Linked DNA regions of Sus scrofa: region 2 is linked to region 1. A link is a contact called in public HiChIP or PLAC-seq data. All regions are on one chromosome and are shown on one strand. The core of a region is the stretch at or near the end of the contact, and the rest is flanking DNA. Distances in the headings are between cores, read along the strand shown. Region 1 has its middle 39 kb from the start of BOC. Region 2 overlaps GTPBP8 (GTP-binding protein 8).

Region 1 (6,969 bases), core at 1,214-3,713:
TCTCCCTCTCTCTCATACACACACACACACACACACACACGTCATTTTGTTGTTGAAGACTGTTTAATGATCTAGAAAGATCTTCACATGAAACAGTATGTTCAGTATAATCCTGTGTCTAAGTATAGGTAATTATGCATAGCTGTAGCCACCACAAGTGGTGTCATCATGGGTGATTTTTACTTTCATCTTTTTTGTGTGTATTTTCAATTTTAAAATATATTTTAAAAATTCCTTACATCCCATCTACCTGGATATAATGTGTCAGAAATTTAGTGTCTCAACCTCAGCACTTCCATTTAACAGCTGTCTATGTGGCAGGGCCTTGTAAGTCCTTCCAGCAAATCCTCTTTTAAATAGAGCAGTTGTGGGTGGTAAACATTCACAGGCTGATCCCCTGACCCACTAACCAAGCTCTTTTTGTTAGGGGCCTGCACGCAGGTTAGAACCATCCACACGAAAGATCACAGAATTGGGAGAGATTTTGGAAACCTTCTTGCCTGACGGTCTGCTCCGTGCACAGCTCTCCCTTCTGCGTGCCTGACTGGGGCTGGTCCAGTTTTTGCTCAGTCATGTCCCAGGATGGGGACCACAGGGAAGGGAGACGGCCATTGTTGGATAATGACCTGCATTAAGAAGGCCCATCTTGGAGTTTGAGTCGTGGCACAGTGGTTAACGAATCCGACTAGGAACCATGAGGTTTCGGGTTCGATCCCTGGCCTTGTTCAGTGGGTTAAGGATCTGGCATTGCTGTGAGCTGTGGTGTAGGTCACAGATGCAGCTCGGATCCTGTGTTGCTGTGGCTCTGGTGTAGGCTGGCGTCTACAGCTCTAATTAGACCCCTAGCCTGGTAACCTCCATATGCCTCGGAAAGCGGCCCTAGAAAAGGCAAAAAGACCAAAAAAAAAAAAAAAAAAAAAAAAAAAAGAAGGTCCATCTTATAGAGGGAAGAGATCTGTCCCCACTTCACTCACACCCACAGGTCCCAGCCCCGACGTCTGTGGCACTGCATAGCTCTAAGAGCTCACCCCATGGGACATGGGCGTGAGGTGAAGAATTGATGTTTTCTGTTGTTTTGGTTTGGTTTTGACTTAAGAATCTGTTTTATTTCATCTGAAATTCTTTTCCGTGCTGTCTGGCATCACTCACAAGATTTGCCTTATTCTCCATTTCTCTTTTTTATGTATGACTTTTCTTTCTCTCCCATGTGAAACACCATAAAGTTATTTCTTCCCACTTCATCCTGGCCACCTTTCTTTGGGCTACTCTTTTATTTCCTACCTTATAGATAATTGACTTTCTTTGATTTCCCCCCCCCCCATTTCCCATCACTCTTTCCCTTTCTTCATCAGAACTTCTTATTCTCTCTGCCTTTCAGGGTCAAGTTACAACAGACAGAGACATTATAATACCACCCCTCCAAACATGAATCAAAATAAAAGCAGCACCTAACTATAAAACAAGTTTATGGAAGAACAAATTGATTTTTTTTTGTCATATTTTCACAGCGATGATCATTTCGTTGCCTTTTTTTTTACATTTTTTAATTGCACAATGCAAACAACACAAAATTTGCCATTTTAAAGTGTGCAGTTTGGTGTTACAAGTACATTCATGATGTTGTACAACCATCACTATTGTCTAGTTCCAGAACTTTTGCATCACTGCAAATGGAAATTCTGTGCCTATTGAGCAGTCATTCCCCATCCTCCCCTCCCCCTAGCCTTTAGCAGCCACTCAGCTGTGTTCTGTCACCATGGATTTGCCATTTCTAGATATTTCCTGTGAATGAAATCATACAATCTGTTGTCTTTTGTGTTTGGCTTCTTTAACTTTGAATAATGTTTTCAAAGTTCATCACTGTTGCAGCATGCATCCATACTTCATTTCTTTTTATGGCTGGATAATATTCAACTTATGAATATACCACATTTTTATTTATCCATTTATCCATCAGTTGATGCATATATAGGTGATTCTCTCTTTCAGAGATAATGAATTATGCTGCTATGAACCTTTTCGTACTACAGTTTTTTGTTTGAACACAAATGCTCTTTTTGAAGTATTATCTTTTTTTTCTCCAAAACAGGCTTGTTTATTTGTTTCTTGCTGGGGGCAGGGGTGGGTTTGGCAGTGCTTTGCTGCAGCCCTAAGCAAGGTTCAGCTTGTCTACTGTTGATCTCCATCTGGTCCCTGTTCTTGTGCCTCTTGATGATCTATTTCCCTTACTTTCTCTTCCCTGCACAAATTTGCATGTATATGTGGATTCTCCCCAACTCAAGCAATTTGGAATTCATATTGGCAAGTGGATTTCCTCCTCTTACCCAGGTGGCTTTTTTTTTTTTTTTTTTTTAATAAGTACAATGAATGTGTACAATTCAGAAAGGCCTTAGGCCTCAGTTCTTAGCTTCCCCTAACAAGGCCCCTTTCCAACTCGATTCCAGGAAATCAGGCTCCAGGAGCTCAAGCCAGGAGAGGCCCTTCTTTGGGCCTCAGCTCATAAAGCCAAGGTGTGTCTGGGCCCCTGACTCTGTCAGGCTTGGAACTTGAGCCCTTACTGGCTGCTGTCAGAGTTCAGTGCTCCCTGCCAAGCCCTTGGAAAGCTGGGGGTCGGAGAGAACAGAGAGGCGTCAGATTACTGCCTGCAAAAAGGAGGGGGGGCCACCCTATCTGACACTCCCCATATACTGTGTCCCCGGTACATGTCCAGCGGGGTGGCTGAGCAACCCCAGGCACTGTCAGCGTTCAGGATCACATCACAAAGTACATTCGATTATCTTACCTCCTCTCAGAAATACACACACCTTGCTCCTTTCCCCTTTGCCTCCTCCCCAACCTTTTGCCTGGGTTCGCTGCCTTCCCCCTCCTCCATAGTCCCTGCTTTCCCAGTCATTTCTCTGCTGATTTTCCCCCCAAAAGTTCTCTAGTTCTCTCCTGGCCCTCTGATTCCTTCCCCCTGCTTTCATCCTCCAAACCTCTTCTATCCACTCCCTGTCTCCTTGCCTTTCTCGGTGTGCCTTTTGGATCTGTTTCCTTTGACACTGGTCCCAGGCCTGCTGCCAAGTTTCAGACCCATTAGTGAGGTGCCTTGCTGACTGAAACACAAATCAAGACTGATCCGGGTACAATTAGCAGCTGCTCGCACCTCATCTGGAAAGCATTAGCCAGCACTGAGGGTGGAGGGAGGGAAACAGGAGAGAAATATTGATGCCAAACAGAACAGATCTCCTCTTTTGGAATATGAAAGAATCCTGACCCAATAGACATATAACCAAAAATAAGAAACGTGTAGACAGAGAGCCCCCCATGAGATGTAAAAATGAATGGCCTGTTAACTGCCCTCAGGTATTCCTTCAACATCTCTGCAAGATCTGTAGACACCTCCTCACTTGATTCAGGTGTATAACTATCATCCAGGAAAGGGGGGTGTCTGTTCCATTTAATCCAGATATTTGAACACTCGTGTGATCCAGGAGTCCTCTGCTCTCTTGCTGCATATTGTCATCTTAGTACTGCTTCTAGAAATCTAATGCACATTATGAATCACCTGGCATTGAGTTAAAAATGCAGATGCTGATTCACTGGGACTGGGGAGGGGCCTGAGATGCTGCATTTATAAAAGGCTGGTGGTTAGAGCACTCTTCAAAGGTCAGGGACAATTCAGCTTGTGTAAGGTTGGTCAAATCCCCCTGCTAGAGTCTTTGCCCAGTACTCTGTCCTTTTTAGCACTCACAGTCACAATTAGGGATAAGTGATGTAATTAGCAGTTTGATGCCTATCTTCCCAACATCAGTGCACGCCACCCAAGGGCAAGGACTAGGCCTGTCTTGTTCACGTCTGTATCCCCACTACTAACCCAGTGTGTTGCATATGGTAGGTGGTAGGCATTTCACAAGTGATTTCTCACAAGTGAATGAGCCAGGGCCCAATCCTCAAGGCCCATCACAAGGCTTTCCTCTTACAGAGAGCCTTCCTAGGCCACCATTCCTTATCTCTACCTGCCTGGTGACTTTGCAAGATTGCTTATGTGTTTTAGCCCCTTAGGTCGTTAACTACTTGAAACTGGGACTTTGGCTTCTGAGTTTCTGAAATTTTTTTCTGCCATTCTTCCTCCACCCCCCCACCGCCTTCATCTTAGTGCTGGGTACTGCCTTGCTCTAGTAGGCACTTAATGTTAGTCAATTGATTGAGAGACCCCAAGATGATGCCAAGTTCTATTTAGACCTCAGTTATTATAATGCCCAGGGGATGGCTGAATTTGCACTTGGACCAAAACCAGGATTTCACATGCCCCGGTGGAAAAAAATCTTTAATACTGCCTAACACATTTGTGGGTGGGAAGGCTGAGACATTATTATGTATACACAATCAAGAGATGTAATATTGTGAGGCTCCCCAAGCAGTTATAAATCAGGCCACTCTGGAGGGTTAAACTTGGACGGCTGTGGCCATTACCTCACTCCGGTTTCTCCGCGGAAAACGATGGCTCACATTTGTAGGGCATACTTAACAGGGGTGAGGGCTGCTGTTCTTTTTCGGGATCAGGCAAACCATTTATCTTGGAAATACAGAAAACTGGCCAATTGTGTTCTCCCATAGATAGGAGAACCTGGTTTTGTTTGGCATTCATCAAATGTCCTATTTTTCAAACATTCAGGGCTTCGTGAAACCCAGTGTGCCTTTTGTCAAGCACTTTCCCCCCATAATCTTAAAACACGTGTGTATTTTAAGGGACATTTTGTGCATATGCTTTCGATTTAGTTACTCTTAAATCATCAAAATATTTTTATGCAAGGTCTGTTTGATGTCTGAGAAACTTTATAAGCATTATTTGGAAGTTTAAAAACCTTGCTTTCAGGATAAAAAGCAGGAAGTTGTGTTTTTCTAAAAACGCATTGCCTTTAACACAAAAAGATTTGAGGGCCTTTCCAGAATCCTAATTTCACAGGGCTCAAGGGTTTCAGAACCAAGCACAGTTCAGGCCCACGTCCCTGTCTCTTCAGTGAATCAGGGCGTAGCCGAAAGTCCCAGGCTGCCACACTTGATTGGAATCTGTGACCCTTCAGTACCGAACAGGGACAAAGCTTAATCTGTCTGGAGACTCCCAAGCTTGTTTTACAACCAGTACCCCAGATGCATGTTCAATGTGTAATCCTGCAAGATGCCTGGCTGTGGCCTGATTATCTTCTTAAGCAGATAAGACATAAATCCTAAGGGGTTAGAGACAACTTTTGAAGTTTGAAAGTACCTGGCAAAGAAAATCCACCAGAATGCAGCTCAAAGGTAATGTAGTATAGGATGGATTTTCAATGATCTGATTGATCTCAGGGCACCTGTTTCACAGGTGAAACAGTGAACTGATTGGGGTGGCTGAGTTTCAAAGCAATGCTGATACACACACACACACACACACACACACAATGTTTACATGTAAATCTCCCACATAAACCCTATGAGTGAGCAATAGAGAATGTAAGAGATTCTAGTGGAAGAAAAGTTGCCGTGTACCTACTATAAAGAAGAAACCCAATGAATAATTGTTAAGGAGTGACTGCACATTGCTGAGGTAATAGGAAATCTGGATCCACAGCCATCCACTCTCAGATAATAGCCTCACCTATTTCAATGCAGGGACATGGAACTTTGGGATAACAGGAAAATGGAAGATGGCCATTGGACAGGTAGCAGTGGTGAGAAGCAGAGGCATAGGGAGGCCCATGCTCCCCAGGCCCCCTGGCCTTGCCTCCCATCTCTCTTCTGTGACTTTGGAGCCCAGCCTTAAATGAGCAGAGCTGTGCCTGGGGAATGAGTCCTCCAGAAATGACGTTCAGCTTCTGAGTTAACCACTCGGCCCATAGCACTCAGGGCCTGCCATCTGTCAAGCATGGCACAGATGTCTCAGAGTCACAATGGCAGCTAAGATGCAGTCCCCACCCTCAGCGTTCAGTCTGGCAAAGGCGAGCAGCCAGCTTCCTTCCTGCCCACCCAAGATTCAAGGGAGTGTGAATGGAAATGACAGGACAGAAGGAGAGATGAGCCAGAAATGGAATCAACAGTGCCAGCCCTGAGCAGATGTGAGGGGCAAAGGACAAGGTGGCATTAAAGACACTATTGAGGTTTCTGGTCTCAGCATCTCAGAAGATAGTGATGATATTAGCAAAAACAGAGATTACACTGGAGAAAAGCAGTTGAGCAGGAAGATCCCAGGGTCAGTTTGGAACCTACCTGCTAAAATCTGGAGGGAGGTCTCCATAAAATGGCACTGAGGGAGGCCTTTCTTCATTTGGGGAGGAAGAAATGGCTGTCTAGAAAGTTCATACACACAGCAAAAAGGAGAGAAGAATGAGGCAAGAGAGCATGAAAGCCCTTGTTGAAGGGGCTCCATTCCTTCCTCTCTTGATATGGGATCAGCAGAAACAGTGGGCTGTCTTGGCCTGAGCATGCCTAGATCAGAACTAGCACACCACTCTGTCTCACTTTTGATCACTCTAGGTGTTCTTAAAGTGAAAGGGTAATCTCATGCCCCCATAAATTAGATCAGATGTGAGTGTTTCCATGGATAGTGGTGTAACTACATACGGAAAATTGTATTCAGAAATGCCTGACTCCAGCACTTAAATTCCATGGCACACATGGAAGGAATTGAGAAGATAGCCAAACTTACAAATATTCCGCCTACACAGCGTAATGTGGCATCCTGATGCATTTTGGAAACTGAAGAGCAAAGCACCATGGTGGGAAAACCTCTGCACAGTCAAATACGGACACCTTGAACATGGACTAAATTTTTTACGAAATTTCTATATTACTAAAGACTTGGCCATTTTTATCCTATGAAGAGAAATCATGGGCTATCACCTCTGGCTATCTAGAATGCTTTTTGAAGAGCATTTCTTGTTTTAAAGAGCTACATGTTCCAGAGAGCATGGGTTCACTTCTTTAAGTACCAAGACCTTCACTGATTTTAAA
Region 2 (6,969 bases), core at 3,159-5,658, 150 kb before region 1:
ATCTTGTCACCATCCAGAATTATTCCATCTCTGATATCATAAATTCAGACATTTTTTTTTCTGATGATAGTGTCCTATCTTTTCAACTTTCTTACTCAAGTTACTTCTTATAAATCTGATCTTAAACCTCACTGGATCACCTTTCTGTAACCTCTTACTCTTCCCATCAGTATCTTCCACTTCACCCTGATTTGTATACAGCTTAGAATCTCCCAGTCCCTTGCTTGCCAATGTTATCCATCCCCACTCTCCCTTATACTGCCATCATATTTGCCCAGCAAATATCCAACCCTTTATTAATTCTACTCTCTGAATTTTCTGTAATTAGGAAAAAAAAGAAATCCTCAGACAAGAATTCAACTTCCTAATACCAAACCTATGAATTTACTTGTCCCTCCGCCCATACTGCCTTCCATTCCTCCAGTTAGAGTGGATAAGGTGATCCTCCCTTCACCTTAACTGAAGTGAATCACTTAATTAGTTGTCTCCACCAGGGAAAGCTTTTTCCAAAAAAAGGTCATGTGTGCCTGTACCTAGCAGAGCATCTGGCGTAGAACCAGTGCATGACATTTATGAAGTGAATAGTAAGTTAAGGAAGAGATAGGGACCGAAAAGAGGAATAAAATGGTTACTTGTCCTCCTTTGTTTTACTGTTTATAGTCAAGAGACAGAAGAGCATTTTGAGGAGGAAGGCAGAAATCTTCTTATATGTAGAGGACAGAGGTTGAACAAGACAGTCATTGAGCTGTTAGTAAGTCTTAGATTTCAAAAGTCACTTGAATGAAAGAATGAAAGTCATTTCCATGGCACTTATTTTCCTAAGAAAAATTCTTCCTTTAAAATATTCATGCACAATTTTTTTTTTTTGGCCACACTCACAGCATTTGGAAGTTCCTGGATCAGGGATCAAACCCATGCTGCAGTTGTGATCTGTGCCACAGCTGCAGCAGTGCCAGATCCTTAATCCACTGTGCCACATGGAAACGTCCTCTTCCTTTAGAATAAATTTCCAAATAAATTCCTTCATTTCTGCCATGTAGAATAATTTTATGTCTGAATCCTATTCATCCTTTAATTCCCAGTTCAGATGCCTCTCGTTTCACCTGCCCCCAAAGCTGGAACTGATCTCTTCTGTCTCCCATCTCCCTTTTTCTCTACCTCCCTACGAGAGTGACTGACAACAGTTTGCCTTGTTCCTGAGACATCTGTGCTGGGTCCTCTAAGCACCTTCAAGCAAGGGATGTATGTCCTCCCTCCTGCTGGCACATGGGTGCTCAGTAAATACCTGTTGAATAAGTACTGAATGAATTAACTAATGAATAAAAAGGCCTTTCAATAAGAACCAAGTACTAGCATAGCATTAAAAATTTCTTAATTGAAGAAATACAACAGCTCTGTAAGTCGCTGGACCACATTTGAAAGGCCAGTCATACATATGCATAATGGGTTAATAACCCATATGCTAGTGTCCAAAATGTTTCCTTGATTCTAAAAAGCATCTTCTGCCTGACTAGACTTTTAATATATTTTCCCATTTTTAGGGCTGTAATAAAACATATTTTCTTTCAAAATGTAATTTACATGTAAAAGTCTTAAGGGGACAGCCTCTCATTTGCATTCAGGAACTTTCAGAAGATATAAGACTCACATATTTCATTTGAATTCCTGAATTGAATTTTCGTTTGAATTTTGATCTGAATGTATAGATATAAATCCAAGTTTAAGATCTAGAGTGTATAAGAATTATAATTTTCATGGGTCAAATGCTGATTTTCACTTTTTGGAAATGTGTGAAGATGACCCCTTGCAAGAATCTTATAATTATCTAGAGATACATGAAATGATGAAGAAAAGAGCTGAGAAGACAGTAACAAATGAGTTCCCAGCAAACAGAAATAAAAGAGGTATAGAGGGTTCCCTTTTCTCCACACCCTCTCCAGAATTTGTTATTTGTTGACTTGTTAATGATGGCCATTCTGTGTGAGGTAGCACCTCATTCTTGTTCTCTAATAACTAGTGATGTTGAGCATTTTTTCATGTGCCTCTTGGCTAACCATATGCCTTCATTGAAGAAATGTCTATTTGAGTCTTCTGCCCATTTTTCGATTAGGTTGTTTGTTTTTTTGTTGTTATTGTTGTTGAGTTGTGTGAGTTGTTTGTATATTTTGGAGATTAAGTTTTTGTCTGTTCCATTGTTTGCAAAGATTTTCTCTCATTGTGTGGGTTGTCTTTTTGTTGTTGTTGTTGTTTTAATGGTTTCCTTTGCTTTACAAAAACTTTTGAGTTTAATTAGGTCTCATTGGTTTATTTTTGTTTTTATCGACCTTATTCTAAGAGGTGGATCAAACAGATGTTTCTGTGATTTATGTCAAAGAGTGTTCTGCCTATGTTTTCCTCTAGGAGTTTCATAGTATCTGGCCCTATGTTTAGGTCTTTAATCCATTTTTGAGTTTATTTTTGTGTATGGTGTTCAGTGTTGATGGGAATGTAAATTGGTACAACCACTATGGCAAACAGTATGGGGGGGTACCTCAGAAAACTAAATATAGAACTACCGTATTATTCAGCAATCCCACTCCTGGGCATTGATCCAGACAAAACATTCATTCAAAAAGGTACACATATCCCTATGTTCATCGCAGCGCTATTCATGATAGCCAAGACATGGCAACAACCTAAATGTCCCTCAAGAGATGAATGGATTAAAATGTGGTACATATATGCAATAGAATATTATTCAGCCATAAAAAGGACAAAATAATTTGCAGCAATATGGATGCAACTAGAGATTCTCATACTAGATGAGGTAAGTCAGAAAGAGAAAGACAAATCATATGATAGCACTTAATATATGGAATCTAAAATATAGCACAAAATGATCCTATCTACTAAACAGAAACAGATTGCAGACATGTAAAGCAGACTTGCGGTTGCTGGGTTGTGGGGCGAGAGTGGGATGAATGGGGAGTTTAGGTTAGTAGTGCACACTGTTGCATTTGGAATGGGTAAGCAATGGGGTCCTACTGTACAGCACAGGCAACTTATGTCCAATCTCTTGGCTTAGAACATGATGGAAGATAGTATTAAAAAATGTACATGTATGCATGCTCGTGATACTTGTTATACAATAGAAACATTGATGAAACATTGAAAGAACATTGTAAATCAAATACAATTTAAAAAATAAAATTTAATAAAAAACAAAAAAAATTAAAAAGGGATAGAATAAAAGCCCCCATTACTGGGAAATCAGACTCCTATAGAGCAACCTTTCAAACTCTATTCAATACATATTTTTATTATAACATTTAGCTTTACAGTAGCATATAACTTAATAGCTTTAAGTGGAATTACTCCCCATGGACCTTTGTATGGACACCTGAAACAGCTCAGAAAATCAGTCCTCAGTTATGGCTTGTGCAATACCCACGTCTCCACCAGAGGGCAGCAAGAGGCTGTACCCAGATTACTCTTTGCTGGCTTCTAGCTTCAGTTAGAAGCCAAGCAGAACAACCTAATCTACATACCAACTCGCCAGTGGAATCTCAGCTTCACAACCTCAGACAGAATGGAGACAAATGGACTTATTCCTGGCAGAGGAGATTTAAAATATCAAAGAAACGTCTTATAGGCAAAGTAGATGCGCATGATTTCAAGGCTTTGCCCCTGACTTGGAAGCAAGTCATGTGATCTGAAGACCTCCTTTGGCCAGAAGTGGCATAACTTAGTTTATTGTCAAGGAACAGAGTCACCTGACCCTAGCATTGTCAAGACTTAGAGAAAAAGTTGATAATCAGATAATTGGATGTGGGTTTTTTTGTTTTTTGTTTTTTGTTTTTTGGTTTTTTTTTCTGCATTAAAGGCTCAATGCCCAAGAACTGGCCTTGGAGAAAATGAAATCATTATTCCTATTCTTTGACAGCCTTGAGGCAGAATTTCCAAGGCAAATTTATAAGGTGTATAAGGATTTAGTTTCTTGTTTTGCTTTCTTCTCTCTTGCCAGTTACCTCCTGAGAGCTGGGCATGGATCAGTAAAATCCCTCTGCTGTGGCTGCCAGCAAGTCTGTGCCTGATTTGGTGCATTTCTGAAAAGGTACCAGGGCCTCTAGTGGAATATAACACCCTAATACTAGGCCAAGGGTTGGATCCAAGCCACATTTCAATGTCTGCTGCTGAACCAAGCTCTAAGCAGGGACCATCTTTTCTGCCCAAGAAGTTGTTACTGGAATCTTTCAAGTGTTTGCTTTTGCAACTAAACTGGTCAAGAAAATGTTTTTAAAAATTAGGAGTCACTCAGAAAGGAGATAGCCTCTTTTCACCCAACATTTCCAAGAGACACATCATCTGTGTACCCAGATACCCTCAGAAAAATACACATGTGTACATGCACACTTGCCAAGACACAGAAAGTTCTCAGGAGACTCATGTTCCTAAAAGCTTTCTGTCTTTTACACCAGTGTTTATTGCTGTCTAGTCTCATACGACCTACTATGGGAGATACTGGCATAGCAAGAATTTTGCATCAGGAATATATAAGAAAACATGATCAAGGCAGAAAGCAGGTGTATTCAAATAGTGTCAAGGTATTCAAGTGTGATAGAGCCAGTAGGTAGAGTAACATCTAACTCAGGTCGATTCCAGGATAAAAAGATATTAAAATTCGCATTGAAAATCTCCCTCCAGGAGCATATAGGCATCATGAGAACAGGGATGTTTAGTTCCTTGTTCTAACAAGAAGCTATTTCATCCCTCATTCTGTCCTAAGTGCCTAGAACAGTTCAAATACTCAATTTTTGTCAAATGAAGAAAATACTTAAGAAAGTTACCACATCAGAGACCGATATCTCTCAGTGAGTCTGTTTCAGACAATCCTTTCCCCCTCCAACATTAAGGCAGATCATGATTTATTCACTTGAACACTAGCTGATGTAGTTGGCCTGGCTCAAGGGGCTGTGTTGTATGCATCTTTAATAATAGCCGCATCCAGAGAGGCAAGTTGCTCACCTCAGAGAAGCCCATGGGCACAGATGCTGGCTGAATAAAGGAAGATTCCCTTCTCCTACTCTCTTGTGGCCAGATTTAGCAAATAAAAATAGAGCGTGCTCTGTTAAATTTGAATTTCAGATAAATGAATTTAGCATAGTACAAACTTGTACTAAAAAAAAATTCATTATCTAAAATTCAAAAGTAAATGTGTCCTGTATTTTTGGCAGCCCTAATCTACAGCATATACTTGCTGAGCAGAAGGAGGGAAGAATTGTCTGACATTTAAATTTTGACCTTCCTAGGGTCACACAGGTTGTATTTTTTAACTTCAGTGTATGAATGCCACTGTAGTGTGACCATGACAGTAGACCCCATTTAATTCCTTTAGGTGTGCCATTGAAAATTCTAATATTTGGAAACGTTCCGTGAACTCAAAGTTTTGAAAACCTAGTATAGGGTCTTTGGTAATCGGTCTCCTTTGATCTGAATGAAGGGTCTTCCCTGTAACCTTCTCCATCCCCTAGACTTTAATTCTAGGCAGATTTTAATTGTAAACAGACTTTGATTTCTGGGCAGATAGCTTTGTTCAGAAGGTTGAAACTAGGCATAGGAGGTCTTGTGTTTCCTAAGTGATTTCCAGCCTATTATCAACCTCCTGATCATGAAGCGGCTATCACAGCCAATTTTGGGAGTGGGGCAGGAATTCATACTGCAAGAGTCGGGGAAAGTACTGAATTAAGTAATGATAACATGAACTCACTTTTTCCAACATGAATATGGTTTAGAAAAAGTGATCCCCAGACTTCTGTTCACAAACATCATTTATTAGTCCTGGGCCAGAGCCAGTCTTTCCTGAGAACCCATACCTGGCTGTAAGCTAAACAAGTGTTCCGTTCCTGGCTGTGGTCTCAGAGGGACCACCTTTACCCAGAGCTTAGCCCTCATACATGATGGCTTAGCTCAGCCAAAAGGCTCTGTGGATAACCCTGGGCACCTTGGGTGGGGGTGGGGGTGGAGGAGTGGCAGGGGGCAGAGGAATTTAGGTGGTAATCAGAAAAGGAGAACTCTTTTCATTGAAAATCTTTGTTCAGATAACCTCAAAGTTTATTGACAGAATTTTGTAAAGAAAATGTTCTTTTGTCACTTGTAAGCATTATTGCTTTTTATTGAACTATACTATACATAAATAGGAGACCAAATAAATGAATAAAAATAAAACTCTTACCTTCCTAGAAACCTCCATTATATTACATGGCATTTAAGATCTTTCACAAATTAACACCAGTCTATCTTTCCAACCCCATTTCCTGCCACTTCTTTCTAGGACTGTCATACTCTACCCTGGGGTTTCTGAACCTCAGCACTATTGGCATTTTGAATAGATAATTCTTTGTCATAAGGGACTGTCCTGTGCATTGTAGGATATTTAGCAATATCTCTGGCTTCTACCCACTAGATGCCAGGAGCCTTCCCCAACTCCCACCTTGCTATCACCCTCATGATAGCCAAAAACTATCTGGAGACATTGTCAAATGTCCCCTAGGGAACAAAATCACCCCATTAAGAACCACCAGGGGATAACTCCTCCAACCCCCACTGAAACCACATTTCTGTGAACACATTTTTACACCCCCCCTAAAAAAAAACCTCTCTTCCTGTTCCATTTACCTACTTCCCCCTTTCCATTGACTAACTACTTACTCTTGGAAGCCTAAATCAAATGCTACATATCTGTATAGTTTCCCTTATAATCCATGCCCACTGAATTTCCTTTCCCTCTTCTTTTTTTTTTTTTTTTTGTCTTTTTGCTATTTCTTCAGCCGCTCCCGCGGCATATGGAGGTTCCCAGGCTAGGGGTCTAATTGGAGCTGTAGCTACTGGCCTACGCCAGAGCCACAGCAACGTGGGATCCAAGCCGCGTCTGCAACCTACACCACAGCTCACGGCAACGCCGGATCATTAACCCACTGAGCAAGGGCAGGG

The links. HiChIP or PLAC-seq counts read pairs in DNA pulled down with a chosen protein or histone mark.
Region 2: a contact with region 1 is called in an H3K27ac HiChIP or PLAC-seq map of skeletal muscle, with 2.7 times the contacts expected there. The contact joins two enhancer-like sites. A contact is called at or near these places in 1 of 5 promoter capture datasets (fetal skeletal muscle) and 1 of 2 datasets of contacts at active chromatin or transcription factors (skeletal muscle).

Annotation. Positions count from the first base shown.
Region 1 is chr13:146,739,180-146,746,148 of Sscrofa11.1, reverse strand. No RefSeq gene overlaps it. Among named protein-coding and RNA genes, the nearest start is that of BOC, 39 kb to the right of the region's middle. Within about 2 kb of position 2,463, at least 28 of the 83 cell types and tissues checked have an H3K27ac peak or open chromatin away from gene starts, as enhancers often do. A contact at or near this core is called in fetal skeletal muscle and skeletal muscle, where this site is marked.
Region 2 is chr13:146,887,025-146,893,993 of Sscrofa11.1, reverse strand. All of the region lies in intron 5 of GTPBP8 (GTP-binding protein 8), which reads left to right. Among named protein-coding and RNA genes, the nearest start is that of NEPRO, 12 kb to the left of the region's middle. Within about 2 kb of position 4,408, at least 15 of the 83 cell types and tissues checked have an H3K27ac peak or open chromatin away from gene starts, as enhancers often do. A contact at or near this core is called in fetal skeletal muscle and skeletal muscle, where this site is marked.